Linked DNA regions of Thunnus thynnus: region 2 is linked to region 1. The links are chromatin contacts, called in public Hi-C maps. All regions are on one chromosome and are shown on one strand. The core of a region is the stretch at or near the end of the contact, and the rest is flanking DNA. Distances in the headings are between cores, read along the strand shown.

Evidence for each region. Hi-C and Micro-C count contacts between places; a contact is called where the count stands out from the background.
Region 2: a contact with region 1 is called in a Hi-C map of muscle, with 5 times the contacts expected there. The contact joins the promoter of trim63b here to the promoter of LOC137192309 in region 1. A contact is called at or near these places in 2 of 3 Hi-C or Micro-C datasets (heart and muscle).

The regions. Positions count from the first base shown.
Region 1 is chr11:4,177,230-4,184,224 of fThuThy2.1, forward strand. LOC137192309 (ras-related protein Rab-17-like) reads left to right here and starts at 3,569. Exons shown (of 5, transcript XM_067602896.1): 1 at 3,569-4,003; 2 at 5,069-5,220; 3 at 5,314-5,439; 4 at 5,531-5,624. The coding sequence starts at 3,826.
Region 2 is chr11:4,415,843-4,422,906 of fThuThy2.1, forward strand. It overlaps trim63b (tripartite motif containing 63b), which reads right to left and starts at 3,397. Exons shown (of 1, transcript XM_067602899.1): 1 at 1,504-3,397. The coding sequence starts at 3,213. The coding sequence ends at 2,146. It overlaps cops8 (COP9 signalosome subunit 8), which reads right to left. Exons shown (of 7, transcript XM_067602900.1): 3 at 6,636-6,684; 4 at 5,164-5,296.

The DNA.
Region 1 (6,995 bases), core at 2,319-4,818:
AATATTAAACCTGTAGCAGCTATTCTCAGTTAGAATATATTTAACATATTTTCGTATTGTAAATTCTTTCTTTTTTATATTATTGAGGATTACTTAATTTTGTGTATATTTTTGACTATTATGCACCACAACACTAAGACAAATACTATTACTACATAGCAATAAACCTGTTTCTGATTCTGATTCTAAATAAAGGACTTTTAATTTGTATATAGTATGAATTAGTACATGTTCACATGTCACATTTTTTATGGGACATGTAAATATGCATTCAGTAGCATTCACATGCTGTAAATGCTTCAACTGCAATATATATTATTTATTGTGTTATTATGAAAACAATCAAAGATTTCGATGGTTATATAGAAATAAACCTTACTGTGTAGATAAATTGGAAATGATGAGGCCCATTCTTGAGAACATACCCCTTAAAATTTCATTTTGAGATTTTCAGGGGGTCCAAGCTGTCAGTTAAGGAGTCCCAGACCCCTGAGACCCCCTGTATGTTGCACACTCCTTACAATAGTATCACAGGTTATAGGCCAGTGGTAGGCAAATAAAAAAACATTTGTCCCCTAAACGAAGCTGAAGTTTTCCCTTTTATAAATTGCATCAAATCTCTTACATGACTCTTCATAAATCCATGGAAGGTAACAATGTAAACACAAGGCACATGTAGCCTAAATCCCAGTAAATATGAGCTTGTAATCTGCCCCCAAATAAACAGTGCTGAAAAAATCTGGCCCATGGTTGAACCTAATTGCTGACCCCTGTTATAGGCTATTGACAATATAAAAGCAAAAAAAAATCATATGGTACCTTAATAAAAGTAATGTTAGTGGGAGGAAATCTTTACGTTGAAAGGTAAAAGTTGTTTTTGCTGTATTGTGTGTGTTGTATTAAATGCCAACTACACTTTATTTACTACATCCTGACTTTATCTTGCATATTTTTTTTTTTATAGCTTTTGACAGTTACATTTATTTTAATCACAAAAGTCAGTGGCTGTGGGAACTTTTTTAGTGTGGTTTCTACAGGAAATGAGTCAAGTAATAACTAAAATAGATCTATTTACAAGTCTAAATTTTACAACACCACATGCTACCATCTGCTGTTCTTTGTAGTCTTAAAATGTCCTTTAGCCTGTAGCCAGTGGTGGAAAGTAACTAAGTACATTTAGTCAAGTACTGTACTGAAGTAGAATCTTTAGGTACTTGTACTTTACTTGAGTATTTCCATTTGATGTTACTTTATACTTCTACTTCACTACATTTCAGAGGGAAATATTGTACTTTCTACTCCACTACATTTATTTGACAGCTTTAGTTACTTTTCAGATGAAGATTTGACACAATGGATAATATAACAAGCTTTTAAAATACAACACATTGTTAAAGATGAAACCAGTGGTTTCCAAACTTTTTGTCTCTTGACGTCTTACAAAAAGCAGTGTGTAGTCGGGGTCACATTTCACATGTCTATGAGTTGTTAACAGCTCCACCAAATAGTGATTTTTCCCTCTAAACTTCTCACATGCTTTCATTTCAATAAATGTTCAAATGATCCAATATTTCAGCAAAAATCAAAGATTAGAGAAAAAGTCCAAAAACTGAAAACAGATTTGTGTATCAGAACTTTGTTTTTTCTTCCCTCTTCTCCCATTAATGATCTCAACCCCTAGGTTGGGAACCAGTGGACTAAACTAGCTAACTGTATATAAAGTAGTGTAAACTAGCTCCACCTCCAGCAGCTACAACAGTAACATGCTGCTCTAACACTGATGCTTCACTATTAATAATCTAATGATGTCATATATAATAATATATCAGTCAGAGGGACCAAACCACTACTTTTACTGCAATACTTTAACTACATCAAGCTCATAATACTTGCACTTACTTGTATTCGTATGTAATGTATTTTTACTTATGTAGTATTATTCATGCAGATTTTTGGAGTATTTTTACATTGCTTATTGGTACTTTTACTTAAGTAAAGGATCTGAATACTTCCTCCACCACTGCCTGTAGCTACATGACAGTTGCACATATTTTGTTTTATACTGCAAGGAAAGAGGAGTAAATGAATGAGTGTTATCTGCTTCTCTTAACTTCTAAATCACACCCTCAGAAAGTTTTCCCACCACAATATTTCAGACTCTAGCTAAGGCACTAAGTCTCAGGCGTTTACACGCAGCACTTGAATGCAGCATCAACCTCTGGACAGGGACTCCATACATGTTCAGGGGTTCAGTTTCAGACAGAAACCACAGCTCCCGCATGGGCTATCGCACTCTCTCACTCCCCTCTGCTATTTTTAATGATGACCACGGAGCTCTAAAAACAGCCCTATGTTTCTTAAAGAGATAGACAAGTGTTCAAACTTTGAATGGCTTTTTACTGCCTATGAACTCATCACAATGTAGATACCAGCATGTTGATGTGTAACCTCATTGAACAGTTTTTGTATTGTGTTATTTTTAGAGTTTCCATCTAAATTAATGTGGAATTATTGTATCAGGGAATATGGGATTCCCTAACATACACTGTTTTATGATGGTGTATTTTGTAATGATCCTTTAATCATTGCTATGTGAACTACTTCGAATTGCAATCTTTCCAGAGAGGCACCATATAAATAACTTTTGATTCTATTATTAGAACACACTTTACGTTTTATTTAGTTAAGGCCGAATTACATGTCTGTCATTACATTAAATAATATGCACAAATTTGTGAGGAGTGAAATGCTAATGGTGCATTGGTGTTCTTTTGTTTTATTAATATTTTAAAACTGTGAGACAATATGTTACGATGCTTTGAAAGAATATTATTATCTACCAACACATTAAATTAATTTTAATGTGGTATCGATAAGTTATTGATTGCATATGCCAAGACACACATCAGTCAGGGTTAAATTATGATTTTGAGTATACAGTAATATAGTTAGTATTATTCAATCAATAATTACATTTTGTATTTGTGATTCTTATTGAGTCGGTTGTAGTTTTGGTTTTTTTTGGTTGATTTTTCTTTGAACATCACAAAAGAATATCGAAGGATCTATTTAATACAGACACACATGCTCTTAAACTGTGAGGCTGTCAGTTTATTATTAAAGCACATGCTGCCCTCTGGTGATGATACAGTGTAATGTCATATGATACACAGGAAGAAAACAGTCCAGACGTAAAATCCCTCAGTATAGTTTACTGTAGGATATATGTACACAAAGTGGACACAGTACATTTCTAATGATATATACTAGTTACTCTTCCATAAATGACTTGTTTTCTTTATGTTATGTATGAATACATTCATGTATTAGAAGGAAACTGAATTGAGTCTTTGTTTGAATCTGACATGTGGCTGAGTAGAGGGGAAACTACACCAAACCAGAGAAGTTCTCATCTTCCTCTTTGGTTTCTTACAAATCTTCCCCAGTGTCATTATCAGGAAACATGACCACTGATTTAAACTTGTGGTCATTCTGTATGAGTTCTGATCAGCACAAAGATTGAGAATGAATGTGCTGGAAAGTTTTATGGCTCAGTAGTGAGTGTGCACAAGGAAGTGAAATCATGCTGGCCTTTTACAAGTTAGGACTGGACTTTGCTTTTACTTTTATTTTCTGTAAATCACCGTGAAGCCAGAGACTCTCAACAAAGGACACACATTATCTCCTCTGAACACTTTGGAGTAGCTGTTGCTTCTTACCAGGGACAATACTGATTCCTGCATCAGGACGTGAGGACTTTCTTAGACTTTTTGTGTCTTGCCTGCCTGTTTTCTTTCACTGGTTTGGATTTAACTGAATCTTTTAATGGGGGAAACTCTTCGGGCGCCAGGAGGAGCTCAGCTAAACAGTGACACTTTGAGAAGACAATTCCGGACCCTCAGGGTTAAGATGGTACTTCTGGGAAGCTCAGGGGTGGGAAAATCAAGTTTGGCCCTGCGATTTGGCAAGGATGAGTTCAGAAATACATCACCGACTGTGGGCTGTGAGTTCATGACACTGGAATAACATTTACTAACAATGAAAACAAGATTTATCTTGAAGTAATAATTCAAAACTTTGGGAAATGCACTTAGTTGCTTTTTTTGCCAGGAATTAGATGAGAAGATTGATAGCACCCTCATGTTTGTGTGTTGCACATGAAGCTACAGGAGACAATTAGTTGAGCTTAGTTAAACACAGGAAGCAGCATTATGTTCCTTGTTTAGTTCATACGAAAAAGTGGAAAAGCTGTGGGTTTGCAGGGGGTTATTTCCTGGCTGGGTATAGTGACTTGCGCCTGTAAAACCACAACACTTTGGCTTTGTATGGATTAAACAATTGAGATATAATATGTTGATAAGTCAGCTTTAGAGTTGCTGGTTGTGACCTTTGGCAGAGCCAGGCTAGTGACACACACACACACACACACACACACACACACACACACACACACACACACACACACACCGAATAATAGTACAAAGTACATTTTGCTGCTAATGCTTATTAACTTTTATTTGAGCATTTTTTTCATGCAGGACTTTTACTTTTAATTAAGTATTTTTACATTGCCGTATTGGTCTGACTGATCTAAATACTTCCTCTATCACTTTGAACATGTAGCCAGTAGAGTTGTTTGATAATTGGGGTGACTTGATTAAACTTTTTGGTATTAGTCAGCTGCACTTCAAATGAACTGAAGGTGTTAGATTTAACAGGAAGACAGAAGTGAGGTGTTTCCCAGTCTGACTGACATAGAGAACACACACATTTTTGAAATACTTCTTCGGTGATGGAAGGCCACTTTGGTGATCCTTCTCATCTAACTCTGGACAAGAAAGTGAATAAACATATTTCCCAAAATGTCAAACTATTCCTTTAATGTTCATCATTCATCATTGTTTGATCTACTAACTGATAACAGCACTATTACATCTAACGTGTGATTTCATACACATGTTCTGATTGCCTGCTAACTGTAAATATGATCCAGTTAAAATAATCTGAAGTTTCAGCTGTGAATGAATGAACCCCGTCTGGTGAACTGTGCTGTCTGCTCCCTCCCCAGGTGCGTACCTGACCAAGGTGGTGCATCTGAATGAGGTCACTCTTCGCTTTGAGATTTGGGACACAGCAGGGCAGGAAAAATACCACAGTGTCACCCCACTTTACTACAGAGGAGCCCAAGCTGCACTCTTGGTCTATGATATCAGCAAAAGGGTAAAAGAAACAGACAACTGACTTGTATCAAGACTTATCTTGTCTTTTCCTGACTGGTTTATGAGCCATATTTGTGTCTTAATGTCACCATAGGAAACATTCATCAGAGCTCAAGTGTGGCTCAAAGAGCTGGAGAAACAGTACACCGCAGGATCTACTGTCATATGGCTGGTAGGCAACAAGGGAGATCTGGCTCAGGATCGGCAAGTCTCAGTGCAGGTAACAGACACAGAGAATAAACTTCCTCAATCCCAATAATATGTATATGTATAAATATATGCAGTTCTGATTCCTGTCTGTCATCACACAGGAAGGACAAAATCTAGCCAATGACAGGGGATTATCCTTCATAGAGACATCAGCCCTGTCAGGGGATCACATCAGTGAGCTGCTGCAAGCTGTGGGTAAGTAAATGTGTGTAGAGACAAACAAATACCATAGATGTATATATACACAGATACACAGATACCATACGGGGGGCTGTCAGTCATTGTATTGATGCGTCAACATAGTCACCACAAGTATTTTGTAGTGAGAGGTCTATCCGCTCTTACATCTATCATAACTCACTGAGTTGTCAATCAATCAATCAATCAATCCATCAATCAATCAATCAGTCAATCAGTCATTTTTCCTGCAGTGTATGTGTAGTCATTTATGTGTAATACAGAATACTTTGTTGATCAAAAATGACGGTTTTTATACCAAAATACTGTTTAATGCAAAGTAACAGCAGGCAAATATTGCTATAATAAATTAAAGTGGAGCCTATGTTTTGTAATTAATTTAGAAGTATATTCTGTTTTTATATTGTGCAGTAATTGGCTTCTATGATGTTTAAAAAAAAACTACAGGATAAGGACTCAATAACTTATAAAGTAACTTTTGAATAGCTAAAACTATTAAAAATGTCAGTGGATGTCAACATGCTTCACAATTCTGTTTGAATGATATTCATATTTTCACCGACTGACATTTCCCTCACTATTCACATAAATTAAGTAAGTTATATCATAATTTTGTGAAAGCAGTTCCAGTGTAAACAGCAGGAAAATGACTTGTTGGCTGCATGTTTGCATATAAGAGACACGATCAATATAAATGAAGCCCTAATAAGTCAAGTCAACAATAAAAGCAACGTTTATTCTTTGAGGGTTGCTGGTTTGGCTCCTACAGTATGTGTTCATGTGGCTGAATCCAAGGTTTCTGTCAACAAATGAAATAATAAAGAATGATAAAAAATGGAAGCTGCAAATTGCCATCACTCATAAATTCACAACAGAACAGAACAGAACAAAGATTAATAGCTACTTGACAATGCTTACAGTGATAACTGTATAATGAATTCAATATGTTGTTGACAGTAGAGTCTTGTGCAATAACTACTCGCCCATAAAATTATTCCTTGAACCTCGATTTTGGCATTTCTTTCTTTAGAACATCCAAACGCAGCTCTCTGCTGCAGAGAGCAGCTAGAACCCGGCTGCAATATGGCAAAGTCACAGCCTGGATGTGTTATCAACATGTATATATCTATGAGAAAATACAATAGGAAAATTGCACTTGGATATTTATTAACTTAGTATGACCTCCCAGGCTAGTCTGTGTTTTAGCCCACAATGAAATGCTTTAGCCTGAGAAGAGATCTGCCTGACAGACTCACAAAAGTACAATGAAGGGCCACTCACCTACCACAAGAGAGCAGTAGATACCAACATGCAGATCAAGTGCACTTCATCATCATGAATCTAAAGGTATCTACGTGCAGTAAGAAA
Region 2 (7,064 bases), core at 2,147-4,646, 240 kb after region 1:
ATAATCAACAGATTAATTGATAATGAAAATAATAATAAGTTGTGGTCCTAGTTGTGGTAAATCTGTGTGCCTGAATTCATAAAGTTGCTTCCTCTCACTCCACCCAAGCACATGGTCCCAACTAACTACTGACTCACTCTAACAAAAGTTTGTCTGGGATCTAAAATAAAAATTAAGTATGTCTGAACAAAGACTGAGTTTTCTGCCTTTTATTGTTGTTACCATCTGGGTCTGTTTTATATTAAATGGCGCTCTGATTTGATCGTGATCAACATGTGTGATAAACATGTGAGCTAAAAGAAAGTTTTCCATAATCAAGAATGCTAAATGATTGATCTTGTTAAATGAAGCAAGATAAAGAAGAATCATGGACATTATATGCAGTACACTGCTTACACTTCAGACCACAGGAGTCTATATCAAAAGGCACTGGCTTCCCAACTGTCAAAGCTGCCCAATTTATCCTTCCCACAGCCTGACATGGTGCTGTTGTTTGTGAAGATAAGGGTAAGAGTGACAGGGTCTCGCAACAGCATGGAACGACATACATCGGCATGCACTTGCTGCTGCTGCTCCTGCAAAGCTATCACGTAAATGACTCAGGGTTGTGGCCTTTCGTGTTTTATAGCCTAGCAACGGTTTATGTGTACCAACAGTCAGCCCCTAGTCTACTGCAGCAGCTAGCAGCGGTAACAATAACAAGCAGGATGAGAAGAGACAGCTGTGAGGTGAAGGCAGGAGATTTGTCAGAGTGCTTTCCCATTCTGCAGTCCAACAGGCTTCCTGTTCTCCCTGTTATTGTACTTGTCTAAAATGAGGTGGAAGAATTAAAAAATATGACCTTAAAAAACTATGTCATGGCAAAGTTTATGCATCAGTTGAGTTTGAAGGTATTAATATTTATTCAGTAGGAGTCTTAATGAAAGTTTTGGCTGTATCTTCTGAACCCTTTAAAATGGACACTAAGATGATTAAAACTGATTATTTTCATACATTTGGATCCAGTTAACATTGTTTTGTCATTGTCATGTCTCACCATTGATGAATGAGGAAAAACAATTGAGGTGTTTTTCCCCCTCTCTAGTCAGCATGAATCATACTTCATAAAACAGCTTCTTGTGTTGGAACAAGTTTCTTGCACATGACTGGCCGCATATTAGAAAAGAAATGCTCCCCATGAAGCCAAACAGGTCATCTCAAGGGGATTTTTGTAACCCTGTCCGTCCACAGGCAGACATGTATTTTTACCATTGCCTCTTGACCCTTGGGAGATGACTGGTGTGGCAACTGGACCAGCCTTTCTTAGTATGTCTTTCTGACACTCCGGGGTTGGGTTGGAGCTGCTGAGCAAGACGTCTAATGTGGGAGGATGGGAGTTTTATGGAGGAGAAACAGGACCTGGCCTGTCCTCTCTGACAGTCTATTCCAGGGCTGCTATCATTTCTCACCCTCTCACCTCTTAAAAATAGACCCCACTTTTCACCAGCAAAGGCAAAGCAGACAGGACATGGCAAGGGCTTTTATTTTTGAATACAGTCTATTGCCAAGTAAGAGCAACAACAGGCTGGGGAGACATTTTGATGGGTGCACTCAAAGGAAGATCTATACTGTATATATTAAACTGGGTTTTGCAGTTTTCTTCCTCTATATGCTTCTTGAATTTGATCTTATTAGAAACTTTGCTTTAAGATTAGAATTAGAAATAAAACAAGTAATGAATTAATTTCATGCAGCTTTATTTCAGGTTCCACTGAAGACCAAATTGGTGATTACATGTAGATCAACTTCGACAAAGTGAGAAAATGCAAAAGAACTATTTCCATAAGCTACATATGAATAAAATTACGTGTGCAGACATTTTATTTACATTTATTTTACAGACCTATTTTTCCACTTAACACCAGCATTTAACTGGCTCAAAAGTACAAAAGTATAAAACGTTCAGGAAAGGTATGAATTCGACATTGATATTAAATATTGCACAGAAAGTAAGGGCAAGCCATTCTAGCCCACATCCTCCGTAACCTTATATTTCTTTAACATCAAATTGCAAAGAGTCCCTGCCATTCTTGTTCTTGTTAAAAAAAACATTCAAAAGCACATATTACAGTAGTTTCTACTTGAACCTAACCACTTCAATTTTCATTATTCTTCCTCCTCTTCTTCCTCTTCCTCCTCCTCCTCCTCCTCCTCCTCTGCATCCTCAAATTCATCATCATCACCCAATCCAAAGTCCATTTTTGCAAGGACTGCTTCAACATGCTCTGTTGACAAAGTGAAGTGGTCCATCTTCTCAAAGCCTGGCTCTGGCCTCTCTTCCCCCATTGAGCATTTAGCTGCATCTTTGGTCTGTGTAATAAGGCCCTTGGAGGCTAACAGAAACTCAGCAGCACCATTCTGCTCCAATGCCCTCACAGCCGAATCCGTCAGCTCTGAACTAGCTTGCAGTCGTTCGCCGTAACGTTGAGCCAGTGCCCGCAGAGCAGCCACCTTTTCATCTTGCTCTTTACCAACCTGCTCCAGTAGTATGGTTTTGCGCTCTTCCAGGACAGCATATAATAGGTCAAAGCGTTCAGCTAGGCCTTGTTTAACACACTGAGCATTCTCCTGTACAGCACGGCAGGCATCTTCCATCTGGTTGAGCAGAGCTTGCAGGCGCCCATTGCTGGCCACCAGGGTATCAATAGCATTACTCAATTCACCTTTCTGGGCCTGGTAAACACTTTCTAGAGGTGCCACCTCACAGTCCTTGTGCTGCCCAAACACTTTACACATGGAGCAAGTGGGTACCTGACAGGTAGTGCAATAGATGTTGATTCTCTCGTCTTCGTGTTCTTGGCACATTGGTTCTTTGGACTCTTTAGGCTTCAGGGAGTTGTCTGGGCTTCCACTGCCACTACCTTCTTGCTGCTGTTTATAGATGTCGATGATATTTTCAACCAACAGGTTGCGCTGGAGCCCGTGTACACCATGGCGGTCAAGCACGACCTCAAACCGGCATGTAGGGCAGCGAAAGACACCACCAGAAAAACGGTATGGGTTGCGTGAGTCATAGAGGTCACTTGCACAACTACGGCACAAGTTGTGTTGGCAGGGTAGGATGACCACAGGTTTGGTGAACATGTCCAGGCAGATGGGGCAGCTCAGCTGCTTCTCAAGGCTATCCATGGGGCTGGGGGGTCGAACCACAGATCCTGTCCTCTGCAAATCCATAATGGAAAAAGTCTCTACCTGCAGCTAGACCAGAACGTTTCCTAATTTCCACGAAGAGAGAGGTACAAGGTTTACTCTCTCCGTCAGTTTCAACAAGTTATCACAATAAAGGACAGACCCTGACTCTTTAGTGTATGCTGTTGCTTGTGAAATGCCGATATCTATTCTGGCTGAGAGCTAGCAGCTCTGTCCTTTATACCAGCCCCTCACAGCTGGTGACACCCGATCCTTTTGACCAACCAGAGCACACATTCCTGCCTGCTTTCTGGCCTGGGATCTTTTCAGAGAATTGGCCCCCACCTCCCCAGTGCTGCATATGTCACATGTCCTAGTAGGCACTGTGTCCCCTCTAAAAGTGACAGAAGTCAGAATGAGGAGAGATACAAACAGGGTCCATGTGACTGAGGAGCCCTACCTGAGAGAAGGAGCTCAGTCCAATTGGTAAACAAGTCAGTGTCAACATCCTGTGACTTTGTTGTTTTGACCATTTTATCACTTGTTGAGATTAGCTGTCATTTTCCATGTTTACTGTTCATATAACCTGTTTTATTTACCACAGTAACACAACTGTTTTTCATACACTCTTAACATAACCACCTAAATTTCAATTGACCAATGATATTAAATTGACAGACAATTTCGATAATTAATTACATCTTCACGGAGTCAACTACTACATTAAATTAAAGTCTTTTTCAAGTAAAAATACAACCTATTTGCTAATAAATGATTTTCAAATGTGAGGATTCACTTTTCTTTGCTCCTTTATAAATGTCATATCTTTGGGGTTTCTGACTGTTTGACAGTCGGTCATTTAAAATAAAAAATCCTGGCACTAGGATCACTTGGGGCTTTATTAATTTGTAAAATTTGATGGTATCTTTCAAATTCTATGAAGTAATACTTATGGCAACCAATGATGGAATCATGGTCTTAACTTGGTCAGAAAGGGTATAAACAGTAAACACCAATTGACATGATGATAAGAACATTATCATATAAATTATTCTTTACGGATGAATGTGCTACTTTATTAACTTTGAAACAATAAATTGAGTATATGTACATCTTATCTACTCACATTCACCACATCTAACAAACAATTATCATCCGCGTCAAAGTGTCTCATGACATACTGTACGTAAGCATCCATGTCAGATCAACATGATGTAACGTGAACATGACTGATAGGCTATTCTTAAACTCTTGCACAAGGGAACCGACACATGACACACATGCCCCAACAATTGTGAGCATGATAGCAATAATTTCATAAGGATTTTTCTCAAAATTATTCTTTAGATGTAAGAAATAAAATAGATGTGTGAAATCAAGAGACAACTGAAATATTTAGATATTCAGTTAGATTACAATAGTGTAAATACGTGTAAAGTGATGATCTTATTCAGACTATTGGGTTGTAACTACCTGAACTAGCCTTCTTGATACTAATATACTAATATGTCATATATACTAATATGTCACATTGCTGGACATGATGTTATAGACAGTTAAATTCACTCACTGTATTTTACAACATATTTTATTTCCCCTCGGCTGGGTTGCATCATAGCTTAAGCTGCGTTCAACTGGTGCCCCCTGCTGATTCTATATCATGCAGGTGAAATGTAAAGTAAAGTCACCCAAGCTTTTACTGATAAAACTACAAATTAAATTAATTCAAAATACAGCTAACATAACTTTTAAGTCATGGTAATGAAGTACAGTACCAGTTAAAAGTTTGGACACACTCTCATTCAAGAGAATGAGACTTTTGATTGGTACTGTATATAATATTTAAATGTCCCTACAGGGAATTTCTCTACAATTTTCAATTTTTCCCAGGGCAGGGCATAAAACCATTTTTTTGGAAGTGCTACCTAAAAAGACTATATGGCATGTAGAGTAATAAGAGAGAAAGATCAGGTAGGATGTGATTTTTGTTGTTACCTCGAAGGGCCTCCATGACCGGAAGGATATTCTCTGTCCACTGGTGTGCTGCGATGGCTGTGTAGATCCCTGGAAAGTCTCGCTGCCAAATGCGCTGGCCAACAGCCCAAACAGCTGTTAATTCGGGGTTTGCCTGCATACAACAAGAGGAAAAGCATTTTAAAATCTTTCCATATGCTTCACTTGACAAGGCAGTGGCCCTCATACTGTACTTTAACAGCAATCACACCCAAATACTATTTTTACTCACATCCATTGTCAAATACCATTTTAAATTCCAAATCTCATACTATTTAAGCAATGTGAGGATCATTATTTCTCAACCTTCAGCTAGGAATGTGATGAAGAGCAGTGATGCGCAGGGCAGAAAGCCTGAAAACGTATTTTCTCAATCAGCTTCCTACTTATTAATGGGCTCCTACATTAATACAAAAGTTTTTCTCCCACACATTTCTGTATTTGTGTTTTCATCCTTGGCTCAGTTGGTGATGTCTCACATTAGAAATATTTGAATCAAAATGTGATGACAGTTGTGGGGATGCTTCCTCCGTTTCTGAATCAAAACAAGACGGCCTGCTGGCTACACGGATAAGAAACAGTTGCAACTTAGGAAACAGGTGAAAAATATTTTTTATCATCCAGTGTATGGAATGTTTTGTTTTGTTTTTTAATTTAGATGGTTAGAAAAGTCTTCAGGGATTCTGGAAATACCTCCAAAACAATGTTTCTTTAAATGAGCGTCTGGGTTTTTCAAACATTGCAAGTTAATTGTCTTTTAGAGAAACTGAATGTTACCTCTGTGACCATAATGTATTCTAATGCATGAGAGGCACAAACTGGGCCTATACTGTTTTATTTCACTCTCACCACTCTTTTACATCAAAAAAAAGAAGAGAAAGGAAAAAAAAAGCTCTAAAATAAATCCCACTGTACGCTGCCTGCTCAGCACCATATGGCAAACAGACACAATTAGCAGCTAGCCTGTGATCACAGAGGAGCATTTAGAAGCTAAAGATATTTCCCTCAGGAGTTGGCAAAGACCAAAAACAGAGCTAAAAGAGAGTTAATACTGGATTTACATTTGCCAGGTGGCAAGAAACACAACTCCGAGGGAATGATAACGTTGCTCCATAACTGCTGGATGTGGAAATAAGCAATTGTTTACTTACAAGCTTGCCATATCACCATGAATGACTGATTTATTTATGGATTAAACAGTCACATAAAACCTTAAAAAGGTGATGATATTTCAATGTTGTGTTGCTGATCTCAAACGACCAAATGAAGTTAGAGTCAAACATCCACATTTCTTTGCTTTTCAGACTCCAGACTTACCATCTGAATGTTGATGTGAACAGTACTTACAAATCTCAAACTTGCAAATATGATAACTTCCACATAACTTGAAGGCAGCATGAGCAGGACTATTACATCTATCATACCCAGATGGAGGTGAAGTTGAACTCATTTACCGTTTTTATTGCTTGAGGAATCCGCTTCCATAGATACCTGGCATTATTCCTGTTGGACACAAATTAACACAAGTTAGGCAAAACACAGAATTAAACTGCAGGTACAGTCAGCAATACAAGACTGGGTGAGCTGTGATAAACCTGATAAGACTTCAGCTACCTACTGTTGTTAACACGCATATTTTATGCAAGCAGTTCAAATCCAGACTAGATGTATTATTTTTAAAGCCATCCATTTAAATCTAATTGTTCCTGCTGAGTGCTCTCACTCAAGTGATTACTGTTCTTGCAACTCCAGGAAGCCATGTCATTTCATTTCTAAGAAGGTACTGAAGGATTATGGCTTTATGTGGCTTATAGGGGTGTAACAGTACGTGCATTTGTCCCAAACCATTTGTTACAGGATGTTTGGTCAGCGACTTCCTTGGT